Linked DNA regions of Gossypium hirsutum: region 1 is linked to region 2. The links are chromatin contacts, called in public Hi-C maps. All regions are on one chromosome and are shown on one strand. Each heading gives the region's core, a stretch centred on a gene start, on an enhancer-like site or on the middle of the called end of the contact. The rest is flanking DNA. Distances are from core to core; before and after follow the strand shown.

Region 1 (5,652 bases), core at 656-3,155, 84 kb after region 2:
GAACGGATTCCAGAGCTGTCCTCTTATCTCTCTCCCTTTGCAACTCTTCCTTTAATATTGCTACCTATTAAGTACAATCAAGAGCAACAATCAAGATTCACGCCGGTTAATTTATAAAGCAAATACAAATATTAAACTCCATATATTGCAAAAAACAAACCAAAAGAGCTTCACATTACAAACGTACTTCTTTCTCAAGACATAGCTGACGCCCTTGCAATGTCTTCTTTCGTTTTTCCACACTGGCTTCGAGTTTGGTATTACCTTCAATCTGTATTAGAAAGATGACTTTGTCATGAAAAGTTTCCATACAAGTCAAGATAATAATAATAAGTTTTCGAAAGGTGGATAGATAGCAGAACCTCTTCTCTGAGTCTGTTTTGCAAGTCAGATTTTTCATCCTCAACTGTCTCAATTTCAAACCTAAAATAAGGCCAAATTGATAAATACAAAAAAGAAAATAGAGCTGTTATCAATATAAAAGGTCTGACTCTAATATTTTTGTTATTTCACTTTTAGCCATGTAAATTATGTTATGTGAAGGATAGATTCCATCATCCTAAGCTTGAAAGAATACTTTAAAAGATGCTTGCAAATTTTAGTTGGTATTGTGTCTTTGTAAGGTATATGAAAAATAACCAGGAAAACAAGTCGTTGCAGGCAAATTTATACAGGGCTTTTACATACAGATCATGGGAACATTGCTTACTCTTCTCCAAATGGATAATCAATGGATTCCATAGAAAGGTTCTTCCTTGCCTGAAGAAGCAAACCCAAGAAATTAATAATTAGTAAATGCATGACTATAAACATATTGACCAATTTGAGCAGCTATAAGTTTTTTTTTCTTTTTTGGTTCATTATAAGTTGATTAATCTAAGGTAACTCCCAAATACTCAAATTCATTCTTGGAAATACTTGTTAGCTAACGAGGCAAGTCAAACGAACCTGGCCAAAAGCATAACACATCATAAATGCAGAAAACAAACACTTACAGAAGTACGTCCCCAAACAGCATTACGCCTAGCTCTGTGTGCAGCAGCTGCGGATTGCTGGCTGCTTGGGATTTGAGCATGATGAGCTAACCTATCCTCCACATTGGTTGGACCATGAACACCTTTTGATAGCTCAGCAGACTTCTTGGTCAATGTTGCTGTACTTTTACTTTGATTACCCTTGCTCCTCTCTGAACCATCATTTCCTGACGATGGGTTGTGAATTGAACTTGAAAGCCTCTTGGTGGCTTTTACATCATGACCAGTTTCAGAGGACTCAGAACTTGAGCTCGAAGAATCAGAATCCTGCAATTTTATACTCGGTGCATTAATTTTTATTACTGATTTATTGCTCTTTTCACCTTTACAAAAGAAACAGAAAGAATACTCAAAATCTACCCGAGGACCAAAGAATGTAACAGCATGCATGTTACAGGCCGAATCTATGTTAGGAAAGGCAGTTTAATTTGGGTTCTTTAATTAAAGCTAAGAGTACATTTTTATTCCTTTCCTTAGGTTTATTGATTATGTTTTTATTGTTGTTGATTTATTTTCCTTAGAATAGGTTTTCTATTTATGTAATAAGACTAGTCCTTATTTAAAAGGATGTATGAAATAATAAAACTTAAGTAGAATTTCTATAAAAAACCCTAAAGAGCTTCGGGTCTCCTTTTAACGAGTCCTAAAATTTCAGTCTCCCCTTGATGATCTTAAAGGTTTCAATCTCCTTTCATGAGTAGAACTATCAATTACATAGATTGTAACAATTTGGCATTAAAGCCAACGATCCCTGGCTATGGTAGAACAATGACCCGCAAAATGGCACACAGGAATACACAAGAAGCTTGAGCATATACAAACAAAAAAGGATGATATATTAGATTGTACATTGCAGCATGTTCACGAAGTATTGCTAATACCAAAACCCAACTGTTTGATCAAATGCGTAAAGGAGTGGATAAAATAATTGCTGGTAAACAGGTTAGTAACTCTGGTATACACGAAGGTAGATCCTTTAACCGAAAAAACCAAACAACAGTCTTTGCCAATCTCTCTTCCTTGTACTATGCCTCAAACCCTTCTAAACCCATCTCGACAAAAACCATGGTAACCACAACTCACAACCAACTTCACTTCCTTGTCTTATTAATTAACCCCTCCTAAATTCATATAAAAAACCGATTATACCCAATCCAAAGAACCTTTAACTCATATTGGAAAAGTTTAATGGGTCTAAACTTTCTGGGTTATTTTGAAATATTCATGTTGGGGAGAAGTTTGAAAAGATTTATTCAATGGTGTTGATAAATGAGAATAAATTTGTGGTCTATGACCCCCTATTGATTTCGACTATTAGCAATGTAAGGGATCTTTGCAAAGTTAATCCTGACTTCGAGATTGATGACAAGCTCTAACCAAAGCACTTTCCAAGAACAAGTTCGAGTTTCAAACGATGTTGGAAAAGTTTCAAGAAAAAATCTTAAGGAGTCTTAGGAACTTAGAATTTTTTTAAAACTCCAAGATTTAGTAGATGCTTTTTAGATATTTTGAGTTATTTGTATTTGGTAGTTTCTTATGATGTAATGAGTTGTAAATTATGCGACATGTGCTATTTTGTTTAATATTAGATATCTTTTTGCTAATTATGTGGCTGTAACCAAACACATATATATATATATTGTAAAGCTTTGTAAAAAGATGATGTCAAAAAAATTGTCAGCAATTCATTTTCTGAAGTTAGTCTTCTCCACCTTCATCTTTTGATTTCTGTAGCAATTTACAGCTGCAATTTGATGCTCTGTTCTTTTCTGAGTTTACCAACAGAAATCTTTTAGCTGTTCCAAAATCCATATTAAATTTATTGTTTCCACCCTTTTTAAATTTTATAAACTATAATAAAATGTAAATTCCATTTGAAGACAGTAGAGGAACAGACCTTATCAACATCCACATCACTGGTAACAGAGTGACCACTTTCACTGCCTGTTTCACTTGGTGCATCATCATCATCATCATCATCATCATCATCGTCACCATCCTCCTCATCATTATCATTGGATACATCAGAGCCTTCTGTTTCATCATCGCATTCATCGTCTTCATAAGATTCATCTTCGTCATAGGGCTCACTATCATCTTCAGCTGCCTCCTCACTTTCACTGCCACTCTCTTCTGAATCAGAGTATAAATCAGAGGAAATAGAACCTTCCTGCCAACAAAATTCTGATCTCGTAACTACAATGTAAAAACCAAATCCAAACCAAAGTAATAAAAATTTGGAATATGAACAAGACTCATCTTTTTTATGTTTTTAAGAATATTGGGAAAAAGAAACAACTTTGACTTAGTGATCATGTTTGCTCAAGAAGAACAAATAGAAAATAAAACAGATCAATAGTGTACATACTTGTCTTTATAGCGACTACAGAAAGCCATATTGAAAGTTTAGTGAAAAAGAAGAAATAATTGGGGCTCACCCCAAATATTTGATTATACTCTTCCAATAGTGTTATAACAATGGCTTGAGCATGATTAGCTGCAGCAGCGGCTTGTAGCAATTGCATAGAACCATCACCACCCACATCAAAATCGGTTTCAATCTCACAATCACCAGCTAGAAGGGGTCGAAGAAGTAAGGGTGCCATGCATGCCGCCACGGCTGAAGTGCTCATTAGGTTTTCATTTTTGTGAGAAGCTACAACTTGCATCATCATTAGAATTCTGAAATAAAGGAGCAAGACAAGTAAAATACGGATAAAGCCACAACAGGGCAAAGAGTGACAATGATGAATCAATTACCTCTGTAGCAAGCGACGGTTTGGTTCAGGAAACGTGTCCAATACTGCCAAACGCATAGCATTGACTCTAGAACCACGTTGAGTTCCTAATCATTGTAAGATGTCCAATAACAGAATAAAAATAAAGAATAATGATTATCCAACGTATACTTCCCTTTGGAATTAGAGGCATCAAGAATCCAATTACTGTGAAGCATGTTATCAACTGAATTTGTTAAACAAAGAACAGTTGAACAAAAGACTTACGGCATGCTTCTAGTAACGCATTGCAGCATGATGCAGGAACAGGAGATGATGGCAACTCTCTGAGGATATACTGGAAAATGGCATTAAGGAAATTAGAAAAAAAAGTAGCAGGAGCAGTATATGTTGCAATTTAAATGAAACAATCTTCTGGAAACCAATATAGCATACCTTGACACAATCACCAATGACATGTGCATCCTCCTCGGAAGAAAACTCAGTTTTTCCTGCATTAAAAAGCATGGCCTAAAAGAGTTGGAAGGCTGAACAGAGAATAGATGAACTACAAGTATATATATTTTACTTTTTACAAAGCTACCCTTGACAGCATTGTTTACAGCCGAACATTAAATATTGAATGTGTAAATCCAAAGAAATTGTAAGAAAAGAACATAACCTATGATATCCGTAACCAATGTTAAAAAAAATGAATATAGAATATAGTCAAGGAGAATGTGTAAAAAAAATGAATATAGAATATAGTCAAGGAGAATGTGTCTGAACAAACCCTGTTCATATTCCTGAATTCGACGCTTAACATCTTCAACATCTGCAGCTTGTCGTAAGATCCCTTCTACTCTGACACCTGTTAAGTTATTTTAACATGATTATATATACATAGACAGTTATACAGTATAGGGAATTAGAAATTTAGAATATTACTTAAATGCAATTGTAGCAATTAAAAGAAAAGAAAAACTCACCATGCTCTTCAATAAATTTAAGGGCCTTCTCCAAAAATGTTGGAGCTCCGTCAACGTCTTCCAGGGCAAGTAAAACTGGTCTGCCTATGACTGTAGATCTCACAGGCGGTTTATCATTTGCTAACGAATAAACAGAGAAGAGCATCAATATCTCAAATGAAAGAAAATCAAGTTAAAAACTTGACAGGCTTGTGAAAAAACACAACAGAAAGAGATAAATGAAAACTAGAAGAAAAGGAGCATACGGTTAAACAAGGATAGAAATAACTGACAGCCAAGGATCAAAAGTACTAACATGCTTGAATTCTTCTGATAATTTACATTGTTCGAATGAACTGATAGCTCTCCTCACATATATATATATGCATGTGTGTGTATCAGTTCAAAGTTGCACAAAACTCAGAAAAAGAGGCTGCAGAATACCTGGTTCCCTAGAAGCATCAACTTCCTCTGATTGATCATTCCTAAAAATGCCATTTTGTCCCATCGCATTAGCAGAACTTGGTGCTTGAGACAAAGCATTCTCAAGTGCAGCTTTCCACTCAAACAAATCGTCCAATGTTTCAGCCTGGAACATCAACAAAAGCAATCATCATGTCATCTAATTTCTATCTATTGAAGTAAAGAGAGGCTTATGAAATAGCTCCATTGATTTATTGATAAAGGTAAAGATAGATAGTTACATAGACATTCAAACTACTAATTCAAAAATATAAAAAATAATAATAATTCAAAAATAATTTAAAATTAAGACAACAGTTTTTTTTAATATTTGAATGTTTAAAATACTAAAACAAAGCTATTATGCTCCTGCAAGACTGATGGTCAATAGAGAAACAATCTTGGATTGATGATGACTAAAAAGCACAAACAGTTGATGAAAAAATAGGGGGATTTTCCGACTGAGGGTGC
Region 2 (5,588 bases), core at 2,249-4,748:
GAGTGTTCTACCCCACCACCTCCTACTGCAAGCTCTTCATGGACCTATTGGGACCTTTTTGAGTCTACTTCACCTCTCCATCATCCAAAACAGAGTGAAACAGTGGAACCAATTCAGGAGGAAAGTTGGGCAGAGAGCAAGATGCAGTTTGAGGATGAAAATCCTGGAGAAGAGCTTGTCGAAGGTTTTGCCATAAATACTCTCCCTGAGAGGTCTCTGCGAAGGGAAATAGTTGATGATAGCTCATCAATCATGAGCTGGTATAATAAAGACTCGATAGATGTAGCCATGTTAGTATTGAAGAACAACAAGACCTTAGAGGGAATTATGAAGGACTTAGATGACTACTTTTTGAAGGCATCAGCTGGTGGGAAGGAAATAGCTGTTTTTACAGACATCAACATAGGGAACAATTCTCTTCCATGGAAACTCAATGAAAACAAAAGTAAGCAAACCTTTTAATGATTTGTTATTTTACGAGTATCATTTTCCCTATGTTTAAGTGCTTTTTTTTCTTATGGTAAAAACATGGATAGGAAGCTCTATCTGATGCAATTGACTAAGCCGAAGCTGGAATTATATTTCTCTTCATGCTTCTGTGCTTTTTTCTTCTCTTGGTAATATGGATACCAATTTAGGCCTTAAAGTGAATCCTAAAGAACTTTTTACTTTGGTAATTGTTATTTGATCTTGTAATAAGTGATTTGAGCATTAAATAGCCAGTATCTGGCTGGCTGCATTGTGTTGTAAAAAATGCGCACTGTTTCCAAACTTGTCTACACTACAGGAAAGAGGAGCAATTCTGCAAAGGTTTTTAGTGTGTTGTCATGGAGCTGGTCTTCTAAGTCCCTTCAGCTTGCAAGAGATGCTTTTCAGTGTCGATATAGCGAACCATGCAATCCTGGAGCTCATTGCATTACTCTTGATAAGCTATATGTTGCAGAGCAGAAGCTTTACAAGCAAGTAAAGGTAAGAGTGATACCTAGCCTGGTCATTTGATTAAAACTTGAATAAATTATAATGTGCTATTGATTGTGATTTTGGTGGCAATGTCAGAATCTTTTAATGCATACATCGGTAGTGTGTATATTGAATATTTTATGACCATGCTTTGCCTAGGTTTCTGTTTCATTTTGACTTCTGTATGAGTCTTATTCTAATGTGATGATGTTTGTAGGAGGAAGAAGTTACCAAATTGGAGCTTGAAAAGAAATTGATGTTGCTCCAAAAGCAAGATGAAAACCGTGACTGGACGAAGACTCAGAAAATCAAATCAAGTGTTGAGAATCTGGAGAATGACATGACACGCTTGCAACATTCAATAAGTACAGCCTGTTCATCTATATTGGAGCTCATTGATGAGGAGCTTTACCCACAACTGGTTGCATTAACTTCGGGGTAAGATCTGTTTGCTATGCTACATGAGTACATATTTAGATTTCTTTAACCGGTTCGGTGATACGCAGAGGCATAGTTAGGGGAGAAGGCAGGGGCTTTGACCCCCTGGTTAAATGGGGTCTCTTACCATTATTCATAGTACAGTTTTAGTCCTTTTTAAGTAAAATTTTTAACTTTGTAACCCCCACCCCCACCAAAAAAAAAAAAAAAAAAGTTGGCCCTCCAAATACTGAGATTCTAGCTTTGCCCTGGTGATACCTAAATGAAGAGATACTCCAAAAACCTCAAAGTTCTGGTGTGATGCGGTTGTCAATAGGGTCCTCGTTACCAAAGTAATTTAGCATGATTTGATTTCTGGAAATTCACTTATTTTTGAAGGGGCTTTCAAAAGGTGTCAAGTATACATTAATTCAAGAAAAAACCATAAGTGTATGATGAAATCTTCTTAAATATAATTCCAACTTAAATTATCTTCCCTGTCTTGTTTCAGTTTTTAGTGAAATTGTCAATAAGCCTTAAGCAGTTATTGATTAGGTGTTTTTTTTTTAATGATCTTGGGGTGATTGAACTATTTGAATTATGGTTTATATTTCAGTAGTGTATAAGATTGAATTTGCTCAAATTGTCTAATCTTCCCAATTACAGTCTGATGGAGATGTGGAAGATGATGTACAAATCTCATCAATTTCAGAACCATATTTCAAAGCAGTTGAATCATCTCACTGATAATTTAAGCATGGATCTGACTACTGAATCCCGTCTTCAGGCTACAGCTCAGCTTGAAACTGAGGTTTCTTTCTGGTATTATAGCTTCTGCAGGCTCATAAAATCTCAACAAGAGTATTTAAGAACACTCTGCCAGTGGATCCAACTTACTGATTGCCTTGTAAGCAACCAGCAGCAGAGTCATTGCTCATCTGCAGTTCGTAGGCTTTGTGAAGAATGGCATCTTGGTTTTGAAAAATTACCTGATAAGGTAAACTTTACCATGATTTTTATACAAGTATTAGGGATATGGTGCTCAAGCAGTTCTTTAGTTAAATTATCTCCTCTATGCTATCATTTTGAGTTATATCTCTACTGTGCATGCAGGCGGCATCAGAGACCATTAAGAGTTTTTTGTTGGCTATCCAATCTATAATCCAACAGCAGGCTGAGGAGCACAACCAGAAAAAAAAATCTGAGAAGCTTCAGAAAAGGTTGCAGAAGGAGTTAATTTCACTGACTGAGATGGAGAAAAAGGTTGAGGGAAGTGTATTAACTTTAGATATGAACTCCACGCTGAGCCCAAAGCATCCTCTTTCATTGAAGCGTGCCAAAACTGAAGCCTTAAAGAAGCGAGTTGATGTGGAGAAAGGCAAACATCTGAACTCAGTCCAATTAAGCAAGACCATGATTTTAAACAATCTAAAAACTAGCCTGCCCAATGTATTTCAGGCATTAATGGGATTCTCGAAAGCTTGTGTTGAGGTCTTTGAGGCCATTCATGGCAACAGTCAGCCAAAAATTCCTTGTGCATCATAGAACTCAACAAACTAAATTTTATTGAATGGTGGAAATGTATGTAAATGCTTTCTACCGTAAATTGTCTGTCAAGGTGAACTGAATGTCTTGCCATTCTAGAGAATGATATAACGTTTTAATCAGTGAAGTTTTGATTAAGGTAAACTAATTGTTCAAATTAATCACTGTTATTAAAAAATAGGTCAATCCATTATTGTTGACGTGATTGACACGTATTTTTTCTTTCTTGGAATTTTGATTAAAGTTAGGGTCCTTTAGTCCAAAACAGTTTTTTTTTTCTACATAGTGAAAAGCTGCTTCATTATAACAACCAACAGAACGGGAATATTGCCCCCTAAGCATTTCGATGAATCTCACAAGCTTGTAAAATTGTCGGAAAGCGAGTGAACGAGTTCTTCATTTGCACCAATGCCTGTAGGATTAAGATGCTATCTTAATAATTCAAATTCAAGAATTATCGATAAAGAAAACCTAGAATCACAGAGCTTTAGCTGAAGACAACCAAAGAGAAAAATAAGGAAAACGCAAATAAAAATTTAACTTAAAAAGCCAATTAATGGATTAAAATTCAGAATTTTTTTTTCGGTTATGGTTCTTTTCTAAACTAATTTTTCAAGAAGAGTTTATCATAGTTGAAGTAAACAATAAGCTTCAAAAAGGGTACACAAAAGAACCAGAGATTTCCAGAGAATAACACTATCCCATCAGCCACTATTGCCTTCATATTGCTTGCAAATGCAATATCAAAGCATGCCGTTTAGTTTTGTCAAGCAATTACAGTATTGCACCTTGAAGCTAAACTGGAAAGTACAAGGATTTCAGGGACGGAGAGAGCGAGAAGGCATAGAGAGATCAAAAAATAAAATAACATAAAGAAATAAAATTCAAGAGATCAAAGAATAGAATAAATCAAATTTGATTATGAGTGATTAGCTCGCTTCTGTAATCCCAATCAATTGTCACTTCGGGTTCCTCATCAATCAACTAGTTCTATCCCAGCAGGATCTTCTGATCTTCCACTCGAATAACGAGTCGACAATGACTACTTATCTTCTGACCTCAATGTCTAAACTAGTTTGGGGTGAAGGTGTTCATGGATAGGCCATACCAATTTTGAGTTAATTTTCTCATTGATGACTTCCTATGGTTGTCAGGCCTAGGGTTTTAAGTTCTTCCATTCTCAAGCAGCTAATCCGTTAAGTAACCCTACAAAACAGTTAATAGATCATCCCTCCACTCACTAATCTCCCTTAGAAGGATTACTTCCACATGATTTTCATAAACAATATGGAATTGATGTAAAGAGAGAACATGATAAATTAATTGAAGTGTAAAGTTTAAGAAAACGTCTGATTTGTATTGAAGATGAAAAAGAATACACAGAGTTTGACTGTCTCCAAACATTAGATCTCTTGAGATAAAACAAAGAACAAACTAAAAATAAACCTAAAACCTTGAGAAGAAAGAAAAGCTAAACTGAATTTAAAAGTGAAATTCTAAGCTAAGTAATTGCTCCATTTTACATATGACAAAGGAGCCTGTTTATAGATCTCAGGTGGCTGTCATCCTTAACCCTAGGTTAGCTGACATTCCCGTGTTTTAAGTTTGATTGTGCAGACCAAAATGCCTCTTGACTCGTGTTAATTTTTGTCCAGAGTCGATGTCGCGACACACGTATCTTCAAGGGTATATCGCGACACCATTAGGTTGTGTTGTGACATCGAAGGTAGTTTCGTGATTTCTCCATTCTGCTCTCTATGTTGACATTGAGCATTCCTTGTTATGACATTGCGACCAATATTCATTTAATATGCCTTCTAATGGTCTCCTGCACACTTATAAAGTTCATTAGCTCACCCTTAGGCCTCATTCGGCCCCTAAGGTCAATAAAAGACTCAATTTTCACATTTTATTATCTCATTCCTCCACACTTAAGTCATTGCTTGTCCTCAAGAAACATGAACAAAGACAAGAAATAAAAGACGTCCCTTGAGAAAATATCACACAAGTATTGACTTTGGAGTACATAACTAGGCATTTTATACTTACATATAATTCTAACATAATGAATAGTTGACTTACCACTTTTGACCACAAACATCTAAGTTCAGTATGCTACAAAATATACAAGCACTAAGGGTCTCATCTGTAGGGATCCATCAATAAATTATACAAGTAATTTGATTATCCGAGCAGAATACAAATAGTTGATTATGCAATTGTTCAATATAATGTCCATTCATGCATAAGGATATTTAGGTCACATAGGACTTTTCGGCTTGTAACGTTCTGAGGCTAAGGAGAAGTGTGTAATTCAAAGACAGTAAGCATAAAAAGGTTTACGAACACGAAAATAGTTTGGCACATCGTTTTGATCCCTATTCTTCCCCATTAGTGGCCCTTACTCGCTTATCGCCTTATTTCTCCTTCTCTCACCTTCTTTGTTTCTCCACATAGGAAATCATAGCATGATATAGTAACTACGGCTATCCTACGAGTTTCTGTGCACTGATGAACGAGTTTTTCTTTCTCTTGTGACTTTGTCACTTTCTTTTTCAGCTCACAAATACTTTTTTCGTCGTTTCAAGATTTTTTCTACTCGTACTGATTTTCTTTTTGAGTTTTTCTTTTATTTTGCACTTTCAGGCTAACCTATAGTTCCCATA

Evidence for each region. Hi-C and Micro-C count contacts between places; a contact is called where the count stands out from the background.
Region 1: a Hi-C map of seedling shows a contact between it and region 2, with 2.6 times the contacts expected there. The contact joins two enhancer-like sites. A contact is called at or near these places in 4 of 34 Hi-C or Micro-C datasets (hypocotyl, leaf and seedling).

Annotation. Positions count from the first base shown.
Region 1 is chrD01:25,724,951-25,730,602 of Gossypium_hirsutum_v2.1, forward strand. It overlaps LOC107920961 (rho GTPase-activating protein REN1), which reads right to left. Exons shown (of 30, transcript XM_041086460.1): 13 at 5,164-5,308; 14 at 4,741-4,860; 15 at 4,545-4,622; 16 at 4,208-4,263; 17 at 4,040-4,109; 18 at 3,795-3,879; 19 at 3,473-3,716; 20 at 2,932-3,204; 21 at 996-1,301; 22 at 710-759; 23 at 363-423; 24 at 188-271; 25 at 1-64. Among protein-coding and RNA genes, the nearest start is that of TRNAS-GCU, 5.8 kb to the left of the region's middle. Within about 2 kb of position 1,906, at least 1 of the 9 cell types and tissues checked has an H3K27ac peak or open chromatin away from gene starts, as enhancers often do.
Region 2 is chrD01:25,639,368-25,644,955 of Gossypium_hirsutum_v2.1, forward strand. It overlaps LOC107922166 (protein ALTERED PHOSPHATE STARVATION RESPONSE 1), which reads left to right. Exons shown (of 7, transcript XM_041086458.1): 3 at 1-445; 4 at 788-969; 5 at 1,178-1,398; 6 at 2,044-2,374; 7 at 2,491-3,044. The coding sequence ends at 2,922. Among protein-coding and RNA genes, the nearest start is that of LOC107922166, 4.4 kb to the left of the region's middle. Within about 2 kb of position 3,499, at least 1 of the 9 cell types and tissues checked has an H3K27ac peak or open chromatin away from gene starts, as enhancers often do.